Regions from separate parts of the Mus musculus genome. Here region 2 is linked to region 1. Evidence: chromatin contacts called from public Hi-C data. All regions are on one chromosome and are shown on one strand. The core of a region is the stretch at or near the end of the contact, and the rest is flanking DNA. Distances in the headings are between cores, read along the strand shown.

Region 1 (7,701 bases), core at 2,605-5,104:
GAGGCAAAGCAAGGCCAAGAGGGAAGGGAAGGAGGGGGAGGGGGGAAACAGAGGGAGGGAAGGAGGGAGAGAGGGGGAGGGGGGAGTCAGAGGGAGGGAAGGAGGGTGAGAGGGAGGGAAGCAGGCAGAGTGGTAGACAGAAGACAGTAGGAAGGAGGGGCAGAAAGGGGACAGGGAATGAAAGAACCCTCCTGCCAACCAAGCTCCACCCCCAATAATGCAAATAGACCCTCCTCCCACCTGCTCTCCTGGACCCTCTACATCCCTCCTCTCCCCACCCCCACCCAGACACAGCAGCCCTGCAAAAAGAAATCTGCCCTGCACCGCAGCCCCTTCCTCAGCTCCTGATCCTGGTTTCCCTCGCCCACTCTAGGACCCCCACACTGGTCAGCAGTAGAGAAGACTAGGAGATCACGATGAGCAGACAGCAATGGGAAGGCAAGGCAGTGGACTGTGAGCTCCAGCACCCAGAACCACCTCAGCTCACAGTCTGGCGCCTCAGTAGCTGAGGGCCACATGATAGGTATCTGCTCAGCCTGGGATTCCTGCAAACCACATGGAAGTCTCAGCCAGGTAAAAACACTGGGCTCTGCTAGTCTCCTGAGATACACTTTTAACCCTTTCACTTTCGGGTTATGTCAAACATCTAAATTGGGAATCCTAGCTCCCTCACTACGGGCATATCAAAGGTGGGTATTCAAAGCAGCACTTATTTAAAAGGGCAATGCAAATTGTCCCACAAACCTAGGCACTGACACACACCTCAACCATAGTCTACCACAACCAAGGACTGGAGTGTGAGAACCTGTCACCCTGCAGCCAACACTTGATGACCATGACAACCTAGCAATGTATGTGCTAGCTCTGAAATAAAACTGTCAAAAGACAAAGCCTCAATGTTGCCTGAGTCCTTTCCACAGATTAGTAAATCTTCTCTTGTCTCCTGGGTGCAGGTCCCCAAACCAAGGGCATTTTAAAAAGTACTCTGGGAGGGATGGCCAGCAGAGAGGTCACAGGCAAGCAATCAATAAATGGCCCGAGGCCAAGGGCCTCACCTCAACCCATTACTGATACTTGCCTACTGAGAGCACAGGCCTTTCTCTGGGAAAACCCAAACAGGACCCACTATCGTCCTCCTGGCTTTCCCCTGGCGTGACAAGCCCACACCGTAATTCTGCACACCAGAAGGGCAGCGGTGCTGCCAAGCCCGGTCTGCAAGGGTACATGCAGGGGGCACTTTTAAGGATGCAGAGCACCATGCTGAATTCTTCATACCTAGCCCCGAGGCCCTGCTCAGCCCTGCCTGCCGCTTGCTTCTAATGGCTGAAGACGTCAATGCTCAGAGAATTATCAAGGTCACTCAGAAAGCAAGGAGCCGCCACTCATTGCTGCCCATTCCCCAACATCAGAACAAGGGATAAGGGACGGAGGTAGCAGTCATGGACACCTGTTACAAAGCCAGCTTTCCTGTTAGTAACGGGCCTCTACGGCTGCAGACAATTTCTAGAGACTAAATCACACGTAAAAGTGAAAAGAAAGCCCCAACAAGCCAGGCAGGGCGCTGATGGTGAAGAAGAGTGGCTTCTGACAGTGTGTGTAGGAACTGATAGAACACATGAGGGTGGATTACAGTGTCTCTAAACATGTGTATCACCCCCTCTTGTTTATTACCTGAAAATGTACAACTGAATTCATAGATTAAGCATGGTAAGCAGACGACAGGGAAGCTAAACTAACTGGCATGGTTGTGCCTGTCTGGCCGCTGCACAGCCCTGCTCTACCCCTGTGGTCCTTCGCAGGCCCAGGCTGTCAGGGCAACACTGGGCCAGGTCATGGGACACCCAGAAGCTAAGGTCCCTCCATCTTTAGAAATGAGGCACCGGAGCCAAGGCCAACTCCCCTATGTTTTCAGCAACTTCACTCTGATACATTTTCCCAAACCTCTGTTTTCCTCCTTGAAGGTTTTTACTTCTGTGGGTGTGATTGGCCCTTGCTTATGACTAAGGCACTATCTTGGGGCGATGTGGTCCAAGTGCCCATGCATACCAGCATCAGCATGCTGGAGCCCTGGGTTCCACTGCCTACAGTATACAAACTGGCATTGGGGGTGGGGGTGGGGGCTGTAATCCCAGCACTTGGGAGGTAGAGGCAGGAGGATCAGAAGTTCAAGTCCTTCTCTATTGCATAGTGAGTTTCAAGCTAGCCCTTGAAAGCCTGTCTTAAATTTTTAAAAATAGGGGCTGGAAAGATATCTCAGCAATTGGGAGCACTGACTGCTCTTCCAAAGAACCCAAGTTCAAATCCCAGCACTCACATGGCAGCTCACAACTATCTGTAACTACAAGATCTGACACCCTCACACATACATGCAGGCAAAATACCACGAACATAAAGGTTAAAAAAAAAAAACCCTTCATGTGACAGATGTAAGCTAGACTCTTTTACAAGAGTTCAGCATGTCCATACTCTGTGGTGTTTCACAAAGGCCTCAGGACCGGAAAGGCCCCAGAACCCCTCTAAAGACCAAGCCACGCTGTAAGCAAGGAAGGGTTGGGAAGCCAGCTCCAGGAGTGGGGCTGGCACAACCCCCAACCATGCTGCTCCCTCTGAAGGAGCTGCACTGGTCAGAGCCGACCTTTACCACCTTCTGGAGGCTTAGGGAGAAAACTGGGCTCACTTCAAGCCCATCGTGCTGAAAGCGGCCTCGCTGCTTCTCTGGAGTCAGGCCTCAGCTAAGTTTCACTCGTGAGTGGCCTGCTGGGCACAAAGGGAGGAACCGCTGGGGGAGGGGAGACAGGCCACAGAGCTGGAAGGCTGGGACAAAGGGGACAAGAGACAAAGGGACAGGAAAGGAGCCTGCTTTCTCTCCTGAGGAAGGAACTCCTCACACACTCGTCCCTCAGCCTAGCACTTCACTAGCACATCCCTGGACAAGAAAACACCCCACACATGGTCAGAGGTGGCTCCATGCGTCCCACTGGCCCTCCCAGTCTAGGCCAGAAACTATCTCTTAGACCTTTTTTGCTTGATCAGACAGCTGTCTTTGATAGCTGCCTCTCTAGGCCCAATCTGCCACCCAGAAGAGAGACAAAGAATTATTTATTTGAAAGGAAACCCCTCAGAGTCAGTCAGTGACAGACCTGTTAGTTGCTGCACAGAGAGAGGTCCTGAAGGGGGGGGGGGGGGGGCGGCCACATGATACACCCCCCCACCTCAGACACTCTCTGAACTCTAACCTGCCCACTGTTTTGTCTTTCTGCCCTGAAACCTGCTGCCTGCTTCAGCACAAGGCTGTGATAAAGATACAACAGTTCCCAATGGGCCTTTGCCACAAAATCTGAGTGTGGGTGAGCACAGCCAGTCTGGCTAGATCTAGGGCAAAAGACCTCCATGGATGTCTTCGTGGTAGCTCTCAAGTTTTTGGTCTTGGTTCTGGTTTGGTTTTTACTTAATAAAGGCAAGACATCACATCCTGCATTAACAAAAATCTGGCATCAGCACCCAAGACAATGCGGAAAGGGAGACAGGCTGTCCTCACAAGCAAGAGAAATAGAAGCCCAGAGACCCCTACAGAAGGCCACACCCCCTCCTGTTTTCCACCCACCTATGTAAAAACCCTGCCTCATTCACCCCAATACCTGAGCCCCTCCGCTGTGTCACACACAGCACAGCTCAGATACTGACTGGGCCAGCGACCCTCCCAAGCTGTGTTAACACAAGAGACTTAGTGAGTGCCACACACTAGCTCTCCTCACAGGAGGAATAAGAAAGCAGCACTCTTGGTGCCACAGAGGGGACAGTGGAAGCTCGAAGGGGAGGGGCTCACTAGCACAAAGAGCCTGAAAACCCAGGAGGGGATTCTCTGGTCAGAGGAGGGTTGCCTCTACCCTCCTCCACTCCCACAGGGTCCACTTCAGATCAGAAGAGCCCCTCCCCTCGAGCAGCAGGCAGGTTGGTTTCAGAAGGGAAGGATGATGTCTGTGGTGCTGACAGAGCCACACCTAGATTGTTCCTCCCCTCCACAGGACTCCTCTTCACCCCAGCCTGCAATGCTTGAGTCTTGATGCCACCTGGACAGGGTCCACCAGACACTGAGGCTCAGGCCACAGTGGGCCCTGGATCCCAACCAGCCTCTCTCCAAGGCATGCGGTGACAGCTTCTGTCCGCACGAGAAGAGTGCCACGAAGACACATGCTCTGCATTGAAAACACTTTCAAAGAACATTCAGAAGGGGAAGGAGCCATCTGTGCATCTCAAGTGTTCAGGGCAGCACTGGATGGCCCACCAGCTTCCTGGGGAGCGGTGGCCCAGTGCCACCCACCTGCCCACCTCACTCACGGGGAGGGATATTCCAGGACAGCTTGCTGACTCACAGGAAAGGGGGTGCACCTGTGCCTCAGAGGCGGGCGGCTCCCAGGGCCTGATAACGATGCTCAGCCTGAATGGGGAACTGACAGGGCACAGAAGACTTTGTGTTTTTTAGTAAAACCTAAAAAACGTTTATCTAAAGTGTGAGAGAATGTGATGAGCCCTTTAGGGCCTCCTGCATCCTTTCAACTTAGCCTCTCTGGGATATCAGTTTCCACAAGCCGGTTTTGAGTTTTTTGGTTTTTTGTGGGTTTTGTTGTTTTCATCAGTTCTAGAATAACACAGCACTGCTGTTCTAACCACACCCCACATGGGTCTGAGAGCAGCCCCCACTTTCTCTGGGCTCTCCAACCGCTCATCAGCTCAGCTCAGCTCAGCTCACACCTGGACTGGAACCACAAGGACTCATGGACTGCTCCATTACCAAGGAAGAGGTGAGCACTCAGGAGTCAGAGAGCAACTAGCCCCCCATCACAGTGCTGACCCACAACACAGCTGGGTGTCAGGACAGGCAGAGGGAGAAATGCTCTCCTAGGATGTGCAGCCGTCAGGAAAGCAGGAAGGGATCAATCCTGTGCTTGTCTGGGAGACACGCCCAAATGACCCAGAGGGATGGCACATAAGCCCTGAGCACTGGAAGGAGGGTCTAGAAGCCGCGTGACGGCAAAGAACACAGCAACATCTCTCCAGTGTGTGGTCATACAGGGAGGTGTCAGGTACTTGAAGAATGAAAGACTAGACAAACTAAATACACAAAGGACACAGACATCTGGGATGGCCCGCAGGTGTGACTCTGGATAAAAAATTCTTAACTGAGACGGTTTTAATAAGAAGTGGTTGTTTAAAGAACATTTATTTCAAGGATGAAAAGGCCTGAATGGAAGCTCAGAAATAAGCTTCTTTCTATGACAGGGTGTGGCTAAACCCCCTCCCAGAAAAACAGATAAGATAGTTACAATTAGAAGCACCCAGCTGCATGCGAAGACCCAGGGCCCAGGTTGGGGCCAACCACTCTGGAATCTTCTGGCTTATCCTTGACTAAGCAAACAGGAGTCTTTACAGATAAAGCAAAGGTCAACTGTAGACTCAAAGGCCTGATAAAAATCACCCACAACCCTGACTTACAGAGCCAAATAATACAGTATTTCCACACAGACCTTTGGGGACGTTGGATGATCAGAACCAAAGCACCTTCCGTTATGCCAGGTTAGCTCCCACTAAGGCTCAGGCCAAGGGAGAAGTGTGCTGGATTTCAGACCACACCCTTGTCCCAACCACTCCACAGTCCACCTAAAACAAGCAAAAGCTGGGCAGGGGCTGCCATGCAGCCGGCTCAGGAGATAGCTGGGTCAAGTGAAGAATGAGCCTTTTACTACACAGCTCTGAGGGCACTTCACGCGTAAAGTTCTGTCGATATGTCAAAGGCCTACTTCAGAGAAGAAAGGCAAACACCACGGCGAGGGCTCAGAGGTTGTGACAAACCTGGACTGTCTCTGAAAGCTACAGGACCTCAGGAAGCCTACAAATACAACACAGACTACACATGGCTGCACCTGGAAGGCAGGCAGCCTCAGCAAAAGTGAGTTGGGTATCCACTGTCCGTCAGATCCAGTTTTCAGGGACACTACTAAATCTACCAGCAGTCTCTGTCCCCAGCAACTCAGAGGGGATTTTAATAAGTTCTGTAAATTTAGTGACATCTAAACTGAGACATGTAAAGAAAATCACACTCCTCCAGACAGAGAAATAATGAAAGAAAGCGATCCAAGCTGGACAGCATGTGCAAAGGTTGTAAGGTGAGGGGCTGGCCTGCCTTATGCTTACCTACAGCCTGGCATACCTACAGCCTGGCAGTTCTAAGTCTCCAGAGTTCAAGTCCATCCAGCCAACAACACAAACAAACATCTCTGCTCCTCAATTTTATTTTTCCAACAGGTAAATGCACTGCCCCTCAGCCTGCTGTCTCCCTTTGTTTCCACGGTATCTTCCAGAGCGAGTGCTGCTTCCTGAGCCGTTCCCACAGACCTCCAGTGCAGCTCCTCCTAGCTCTCCCCTGGCCACTGCTCAGCTGCCTGTTCGTGTCTCCAGAGCAGGTTGGGCAAGAACAGGGGAGCCCTTGTCTCCTGAATGAAAGAAAAGAGCCAACTCCAGCCAGGAAGGAAGGAGGAAGTCATCCCAGTGCAGAAACCTTGCTTAACCATCCATGTAACTGACCAACCAGAGCCCTGGCCCACAGGCTGTCCCATCCTTCCAGGCACCATGGAGGCAACGTGAGATCCTCACCCCTTAAGTACACTACACAGATGTTCTAGGGACATACAGCTGCTTCTCATCACCTGAAGGGACTTGGCTCCTGTGGCTGGCCCCACTCTCCCTACCAAACACAGACTTGAGGAGAAAAGGCATCCAGGGTCCCAGCTTAGCTGTTTACACAGGGCCACAAATCCACCCAACATGAGGCTTTTAAAGTCAACTGTCCCCAACACTGTCACCCCAACACTGTCACTTCCTCTCTTCTTCTGGCCACCCCCTCCCAACGCGCGCACACACACACACACAAACCGCCTATTATGGAGGTTTAACCTCACCTGTGAAGCCTGGGCTTGAAAGAGGAACCCCAAGTTCAGAACACACTCCTCTCACTCCCGCTCCTAACTGCTCTACAACAGCTCTACCCAGCAGAAAGGAACTCTTCCTAGGAACGATGCCTCCCTCAGCTCTTAGTCTGACTCTAGAAATAGGCCCGGCCCATCTCTGGTTCTCTCACTCCTTCTCCCAAGTAGCCACTGCAAACACTGACCCCACGTTAGAGATGAGGACTAGAAACCAGGGCTAACAGTGAGCAGAGACCCTGGTGGGGACGGAACCAGGCTGTGTCCCTTCAGAAGCCTCCTCTGCTCCCACCTTAGTTCCCAAGCACCCCTTGTCCATCAGCCACGAATACCTTCTAGATCACCAAGAACTGTAAACGTGAACTCCTAAAAGCCGAGGAGTGTTCTGACTGGCACTTCAAAGCACATCGTGACAGCTGGCAAAATGGCTCAGCGGGTAAAGGTGCCAGCTCCGTACACCTGGAGCCCTAAGTACGACCTGCAGGAAAAGTGAATGTGGATGGAGAGAACCTATTTCCCAAACGTGCGCTCTGACTTCCACACACACTAATAAATAAAAGTATAATGAAGACATGGCCACAAGAAAACCACTCCAAGCAGAGTCTGTGACTCTGGCCCTTGGTGTGGTTTGTATCAGTATGGTACCAGAGGCACAGGAGGCCAATAGAGCCTTCAAGACCAAAAGGCCCACCAAGTAGTGGTGGCACACACCTTCAATCCC
Region 2 (7,701 bases), core at 1,884-4,383, 100 kb before region 1:
TGAGTTAGTTTTAAGAAAGAAATTTTTTGAGAAAGTCTTATTTAGCTTGTCTGGCCTTGACCTGGCATTTTCTGAGTTCTCCGTCGCCTCATTTCTAAAGCTGAGTCATTCTCTTTGTGGTATAAGGTTTAGCACAAGCGGCTAGCTGAGCCGCACTCCTTCCTTTTGATTCTAACTCCTTTTCCTTCGATTTCCTCAACAGATTTCCAGATTAGATATGGATGTCCTCTTGTCTCACACTTTCGATTTTCTTGTGTTTTGAGACATGGTGCTCACTATATAGCCTTGGCTACTATGTTTTTTCCTTGGGCTTTCCTGGAGCTCATTCTGTAGAAGTACTGAGTAGTAGGACTAAAGGCATTGCTACCACCCTCCTGACCAAGCTACTGAAATTTTAGAGACAACATCTGCCACCTTTCCTGTGGTTGCCAGCAGTGACTGCCATCTTATTTCATGCATTGGTGGTGTTGCTGCATGAGTGTCAGATCCTCTGGAACTGGAGTTACAGACAGTTGTGAGCTGCCATGAGGATAACGGGAACTCAACTTGAGTCCTCTGGAAGAGCAGCCAGTGCTCTTACCTACTGAGCGATCTCTTCAACCCCCAAATGACTGTCACCTTACAGGTATAGTAAAAACTTGCTCCGTGATGGCTGTTGTCACAGACACCCTTGGTGGAAGTTGTGGCACAGGGAATGAGGCTTTTCTTCGCCTGGTGAGAGCTCTCAGATCAAGTTGCCAAGCACGAGATTAAAACTGTCGAACATGCAGATCAATGAGCAAACTGGAGCTTGGCTTTGATTAGAGAACAGTTCTGCTTTCTGCAAGTTCATTAAAAGCCTTTAGGAAATCAAGATAACATAGAATTCCAGTTCTTAAATCAAAATCCCACCAGAAGTTGTTTTTGCTCTGTTTTGTTGGGTGGAGCCAGGGTCTCCTGCATGTGAGGTATGTGCTCTGCCATACGCTGCACCTTCAGTGCACTTCGGCCTTGTTTTACAGTGATGTGAGCCGTCACTGGTATACCACAAAGGCACAGCTGTGCCCAAAGGCTGGGACATCTGTTATCAAAGCCCCTCCCCTCTGGTCCACACACAGGACCTGTACTGTGACCACTGGATCTAGAACTTTAGACCCAGAGCAATCAGGGACTGGGGTTGATGGCAGTGCTCACTCTAGTCTGCGCTCACACTGGCTTGAGGGGGTCACTGTTTTTGAATGGACACCAGTGTCACTTTGAAGAACAAAAAGAGCCTTTGGTTCAAAGGACGTGCCAGTCCCCACACAGTGGAGAGAGAGAGAGTGTGAGCTTCCCTACCCTCTCTGCTCACTGGAGCACCTGTCTAGAGATGGTGTAATATTCTCGACTGTCCTCGACCTGCGTGTCATTTAGCTTACTCTGGTGCTGTCTGGGTCACATGGCATTGTCATGGTTTGTAGTTTCATGACCTTAACTCTGAAACACACGGTCACGGCATCCATAAGTTAAATGTACATTCAGTAGCATCTTGATGCGAACTCGAGTGTAAATTGTGGCAGCAGGTAGACATCCTGAGGCTACAGCCCTTAGGATGACACAGCCTGAGTGATGCCTAATAGCATCCATGGCCGTGAAAAATGCAAGAGTGATTGTAGGTGGCAAATGACCTAAACCACTAAACCATGTCCATCCGGCATCAGTGCCTCTACTAGCCCAGGGGGCCTCTGGATGGGTTTAGTATTCTCAACCTTCTATCCCCACTGCTACAAAACAGGACTTCTGTCCTGAGGTATCTCAGAATACAGAGTATCTGAATGAAAGAGACCCCTAGTGAGGTGAAACACAGCAAGTGGCTGGATGGGAGGGCGGTACCACAGAGAGTTCCCCATACTCATGCAACACAGGGCCCTGGCAAAGGAGGCAGGCCATAGAACGTGACCTTCGCAGGCTGCTGGGAGACGTATGTGGCAGGGACGCAGTGCTAGAGGTGCAGCACAAGAACAGCGTGTGTGCTTGTGTGCACAAGGTCTGCACTCATCCTCATCACCACACGTCTGCCGTCGTCAGCATGGCAGTCCTCATGTAGGATGTGATACCTGGTGTGACTTTTGTCTTTGCCCAGAAACTGGGCTCACAAAGCCAGGGGCTATCTCCTCTCCACAGCTACAGAAGCGAGGCAGACTCTGTACAGGGAAGTTTGGCAAGGGCACTCCAGAGGGGAAGACTGTAAGGAGTCGAGGTAAAGGAGCTGCCATACTGGTATCCACATGGGTCAAGTAGGTGCCCAAAGGAACCTCAGGTTTCCCCCTTAGCATTAATGCCTGGGGAACAGGAAGGATCGGTGGGAGGGACTAACTACCCAAGGTGGCACGGCCAGTCAGAAGAATGGGGAGAAGCCCCCTGAAGCCTGGTGCTTTCCCTTGTCTCACACCTGACCAGAGGGGGAGCCCCGCCCCTCCCACCTCCCACCATCAATAAGATGGGGACTGACTTGCCCAAGAGTTAATCGCGCTTCTGATGGTTTATTTTATTCATCTTTGGTAACAAATGGCTAAAATCAATTACTCATGCTTTCCCCTCAGCTGATGAAGTTAATTATGATTTGTTATGGTATCTGGTATGTAAATGAGCAGAAAGCAGACTCACGTTAGACCGGCTGCCTCCAGGCGGCACAGGATTAATCATTGTGTAGATGTTGTCACTGGAATTTGTTGAATCTGTAGAAATAGTGGGAACCACAGAGTTCAGGTGATTAATTCATTTCTTAATTAAAACAAACTCTCGGCACTTGAACTCATTCTTTTGTATTTTATCACCTAAAATTTCTTCTAAGTATCACCATCTTCTGGCTAATTTGTATTTAATGAAGATTCACAAAGTTTTTAATCACAGAAAATTCAACTGAGAAAACCATTCGACCACAAACCTGAGAATGTCAGGGTATCTGGGCAGGCACAGCACAGGGACACAAATCCGTCCCCTAAGCTTAGCAAGGACACAAAGACATAACCTGTGTTTTCTCTCAGACCCACCCAGGGAAGGAAAAATGCAGCAAGTTACCCAGAACCACTCAGCTAGGCCGAGGGGCTGGGGCTGGGGCCGCATTAACATAAGGAGTGGGTTAGCATGACCCAGTCTGAATGTAGGTCATGCTGCTCATCAATGCTGCAGAGCGGGAGCCGGAGCGGGAGCCGGTTGTGGCTGCAGCCAGCTCCCCCCTGCAGCTGAGCAGATTCCCTTTATGGGGAGTTGGAAGAGGAGGCTCTAGCCACTCCCCACCTAGCCAAGGAAAGTCTCCTTAGGAAACCAGCTAATGCTGCTCCATCAGGAGCAGAAATTCTCCCTCTATTTTGGGCTGGGTAGGGGACGTACGCTGCACTTCTTCCAGCTGGCTGCAATGCTATTCTTAGCCAGGAGACAGATAATTGTGACTCTATGTATGTGTGCATATATGCACCTGCCCTCCTGTGCATGCATGCCTTCTCCAGATAAAGAAACAGGGAAACACAATCTCTTACACAGAGGACCACAAGCCTAGAACCCATAACCTCAGGGGGAGTGTGTATGTGCTTTTAGAGTCCTGGTCTCCAGTTGTCAGGGACCCAGAGACCCTTCTAAAGTCATCTAGGACAATGAGATCTTGTTGTTTCAGACCTTGGCTCAATTTTATTCTTTCAAAGCAGTATATAGGAATATAAGGGTCATGTGGCTAAAGCCACACAGTGGGTTGTTGATAGTGAAGGCTCATGGCCCTTACATCTCCAGGCATCAGTGCCTGGCAGAGCATGCACTCAAGGCTCAGAAGTGGTGCCTGAAAGGCCAGGGTCTGCAATAGAGCCCTCAGACACATAGCACCCCACTCCCACCAGACATTTATTTCCCCCCTCAAGCCCTCTTACCTGCAGGACTAGGCATGATGGGGGTTCCTGGAGGGCCACCACCACCAGGGGGTCCCTGAGATGAGATAAAAGGTGTCAGTAACTAACCTGTGGTGTTAAGAAGCTTGGGGAGACCGCTATGCTAGCTGCCAGTGCCCAGAGCAGCCTGGTACCTGGTACTGCCTCTCCTGCACTCAGAACTGGAGCCTACAAGCCAGAAGGGAGCTAGATTTATGCTCGTCCTCTCAAGCCAAGGCACAAGTGGTGGGTGTGTGCACACATCTGCTCACATGCACACCAACCAGTGAAAGCCAGAGCCAGTAAACGGGGCCCACAGCCTGCTGGGTAGCAGTCACTGAAAAAGAGCCCTTCTGGCTCAGCTCTGGAGAACTGAAGGCTAGCCCAGGCCTGTACAAACACCTAAACGCTGAGAACAATTTGGCTCCTGGGCTCAGATGTGTTCTCATGAGGAACATACTAGACCTGAGTGGCTCTCCTCAGCGGTCACATGCACTAGAGAGTCAGAATCCTGAGCTGCACTTACCACATAGGTTCCGGGTGATGATGAGGAGTACGGGATCTGGAAAGAAGATTCGGGAGCCATGGATTGGAGCTGCCTTCCCTGACAGACAAGCATCATGCCCCATCACTTCCAAACCCACTTTGGGGCACAGTCATTCTTATTTATGGTAGGCTTGGGGACCCAGTGAATTAGTAACCTGGTCAGTTTCCAGAAGAAGGGGCCTGAGACACATGCAATGGTCCTGGGGATTGGTCTCCCTTCTCCCAGTCTTTGGTGGAGCCTGAGAGTAGGGTCCCAGGAGACCTCCCAATTGGGAGGGTGGAAGACAGCAACACCCACACCCCTTCTTCTGTCTGCACCAAGCCTGTCAGTCATTTCCCTCAATGCTAGAAACCAGAACCATGACGCACGTGGAGCCCTAGCTCTTAGCCAGCCGATAGCTCAGGGCAGGACCACGTGTGAGGACCCCAGCACACTGCCGAGGGCTCCACCTACACGGGCCTTCTTAGCAGCATCAGGTAGATCCTGCTGTAGTTCTCCCGCCTGATACCTCTTCCTGGCAACAGGGTTACCTAATGTCCAGAACCTCTTCCCTGGGGAAAGGCACCCTCCAGACCTGTATACTCACTGAGTTAGCACTGTTGGGATTGGGCCAGGGTCTGCCAGCTCCTGGGCCCCTAAGAGAAGGAGAGATGGTGACAATCAAAGTGGGGCTACACTCTATGGCGTGGAGCCAGTGGGAGCAGGAGCAGGCTGCCATCAGTACAGGAAGTCCTAGATGCCATCTGACTCTGGGGTAGCAATGGGTAGTTCCACGGAAGGAGACTTAGGAACTCCTTCAAATTATATGAAAAAATTTGTAAAATATGTATTTACAAAATTATATATATATATATAAGTATTTCTGCTGTTTTTTTTCCTAGGAAGATAGACCACTGATTCTTATAAGCACTAAATATCAGGGCTTATTTGCATAAGGATTAAATCTTGAATCAGCCATTGAAGCTGTGCAAGCCTAAGGAAGTCACTCTACCTCTCTGGCCTCAGTGACCTCATCACAGGCAGGGAGTAACCACACCTTGTAGGAGTAGCCTGGTGACCACAAGGTGGCTAACTGTGCCAAGCACACAATCCAGTGTAAGACACAGCTCTCACCCTAAGGGTGAGGAAACAGAGGTCCAGAGGGGCACCAGTGAGGGGTAAGATTGTCTTCTGGGGTCCAACAGTGGGTGGGGAGGCCATGGGCTCTGAGGCACCGGCCGGGGCTATTTGCCTTACATGTTAATCCCAGGCATGGCGGGGCCGAGGGAGTTGGGTGGTGGTCTCATGCCGCTGCCGTAATTCTGCAACGATAACCAAGGGTCAGTCTATGAGGGGGAGAAGGGGAACCGGGAGGGAGACAAACACAGAATATAAGTGAGAGGGTTAGTCTGTGACGACAGCCTGATGAGAAAAAAATCACACGTACTTTCAGAACAGACAGGACCACAATGACAAGCCAGCACAGAGGGACAGTCACAACAGTCAATGCGTTGGCGGGGGCTTCACGATGATTCTCCCTAAACCCTGTCTGATCAGCAAGCTGCCATCATTCCCGTCCCACAGGCCTCAGCAGTTAGGCAGACTGACTCTGCTACCAAGCCCAATGCTGACTGGTGATCAGAGTCACATCAGACTGAGGGAGAAGGCAACAGAGGGAACCACCCACCTTGCCTCTGGCTGAGAATGCTCAATAGCCTCCCCTATAGTCACAGGGCCATTCCTCCCCCACTGCTGTACTCTGAGGGTAAATATGGCAGGACAGTGTCTCTGTGGCTACACCCCCAACTCTACAACCCAGGGTGCTCAGTGACTGGCAGAGGAGAACAAAGCGCGACAACTGTTTGGGCACTGGCCCTGTGGGCATCTGAGAGCAGCAGGTTGGTGAGAGGCTCCAATGTGAGACACATCTTGCTGGGCACACAGTGACCTTAGACTTCGCCTGCTCTGTCCCTGTAACAACCTTCTGAAGCTGGTCCCACTTTACAAAAGGCGGGACTGCAGGTCTGAGAGGGAGCAGTTGGCCAGATCAGCTAACGGGTGGGAGACCAGAGTCTCACTCACACACGCTGGATCTTTCCCAAACCTCTGGCAGGAAGAAGGTGAAAACCAGGGGCAGTGTTGGGTCAGACCAGCACAGAGGTAACACTGGGCTAAAACAGGTGATGTCACAAAGAACTGTCTCCTCAACCTCACCACTGAGGGAGCCCTCTTCTGCTAGGCCACTCATGGAGGCCTCGTGTCTACAAGACTACCTGGACAGAATATAGGCAATGACATCAGCTGGCTGGCAAGGAGTGAGGCCTACAGGGAGGACTAGGACTGGCTACAGCCAGCTCACACAGCGCCTCACTCCCTGGGCCTGTTCTGATTAGACAACCTGGATGGTAAACAGAGGTCACAAGACAGCTCACCTCAGCTTGGCCACTTGGTGTTGACTCCGGCTACACAAACGACAATTCTTACTATGGAGGATAAAGCTGTGTCACATGTTTTATGTGTACACAGATGTTTAATAGTCATAGCAACTCCCTTAGAGATTACAAAATGAGGCACAGAAGGAAAGGAATAGTTAGGTGCTAACCTGGGACAAGGCCCTGTTGCCAGGTTGTGCCTGCAGGTTCACAACCCTGTTTAGTCTATAACACAGGGACACAGAGCCTATTTGCCTTCGGCCTTAGAGAGACCCATGCTGATTGCAAAGTGTTGGTTCTGAGGTGGGTTTACAGTTACTTGATGACAGCAGCAGACCCAGAATGCTTCTACTTGATTCTGCCCCTCACAGTAAGCCAGTTCATTATGGCCCATGAGAACTGGTGTATGAGAAAGATCTAAATGCCCTTCTCACTGGAGGAGGCAAGTGTCATACTCCAGGGCTAAAGGAGTCAGGATGCTGCTACCACACAAAGTGTTGGTCAAAAGAAGGCCAGATTTGCAGCATGCTGCCTGAAGGGAGACACAGACAGGATTCCAACCCTATCCTGCTTGCTAACAAGGGGGTATCCTGCATAGAGCCATAGTAAGTCTCCCTCCTATAGATGTAAAGTCAGAAGGGCTACTCCACACACCTCCCACTTCACAGAAGACAACTTGGAGGCCCAGAAAAGCCAGATATGTGCCCACAGCCACTTAGTTAAGCAAGACAGGAATGGGAGCTTAGCTGAAACCAGGTTTGGGGTCTAAGATTTTTCAGTCAGAAGCAACAGCTTCTGATATGGGGATGGAAGATCAGTACCCAGGTTCTGGATCCGCTGGAGGTGACTGGGGACTGAACGGGAGCTG

Evidence for each region. Hi-C and Micro-C count contacts between places; a contact is called where the count stands out from the background.
Region 2: a contact with region 1 is called in a Hi-C map of cerebral cortex, with 1.9 times the contacts expected there. The contact joins two enhancer-like sites. A contact is called at or near these places in 4 of 39 promoter capture datasets (cranial neural crest, frontonasal cranial neural crest, maxillary cranial neural crest and 1 more), 4 of 484 Hi-C or Micro-C datasets (cerebral cortex, embryonic stem cells, olfactory sensory neurons and 1 more), 3 of 115 datasets of contacts at active chromatin or transcription factors (embryonic basal ganglia, embryonic stem cells and neural tube) and 4 of 9 other capture datasets (adipose tissue, embryonic tail, liver and 1 more).

What each region holds. Positions count from the first base shown.
Region 1 is chr4:106,932,019-106,939,719 of GRCm38.p6, reverse strand. All of the region lies in intron 4 of Ssbp3 (single-stranded DNA binding protein 3), which reads right to left. Among named protein-coding and RNA genes, the nearest start is that of Ssbp3, 24 kb to the right of the region's middle. Within about 2 kb of position 3,854, at least 122 of the 459 cell types and tissues checked have an H3K27ac peak or open chromatin away from gene starts, as enhancers often do. A contact at or near this core is called in cerebral cortex, where this site is marked.
Region 2 is chr4:107,034,958-107,042,658 of GRCm38.p6, reverse strand. It overlaps Ssbp3 (single-stranded DNA binding protein 3), which reads right to left. Exons shown (of 18, transcript NM_023672.2): 10 at 5,659-5,723; 11 at 5,009-5,057; 12 at 4,402-4,437; 13 at 3,879-3,933; 14 at 2,626-2,696. Among named protein-coding and RNA genes, the nearest start is that of Gm12786, 12 kb to the right of the region's middle. Within about 2 kb of position 3,133, at least 14 of the 459 cell types and tissues checked have an H3K27ac peak or open chromatin away from gene starts, as enhancers often do. A contact at or near this core is called in cerebral cortex, where this site is marked.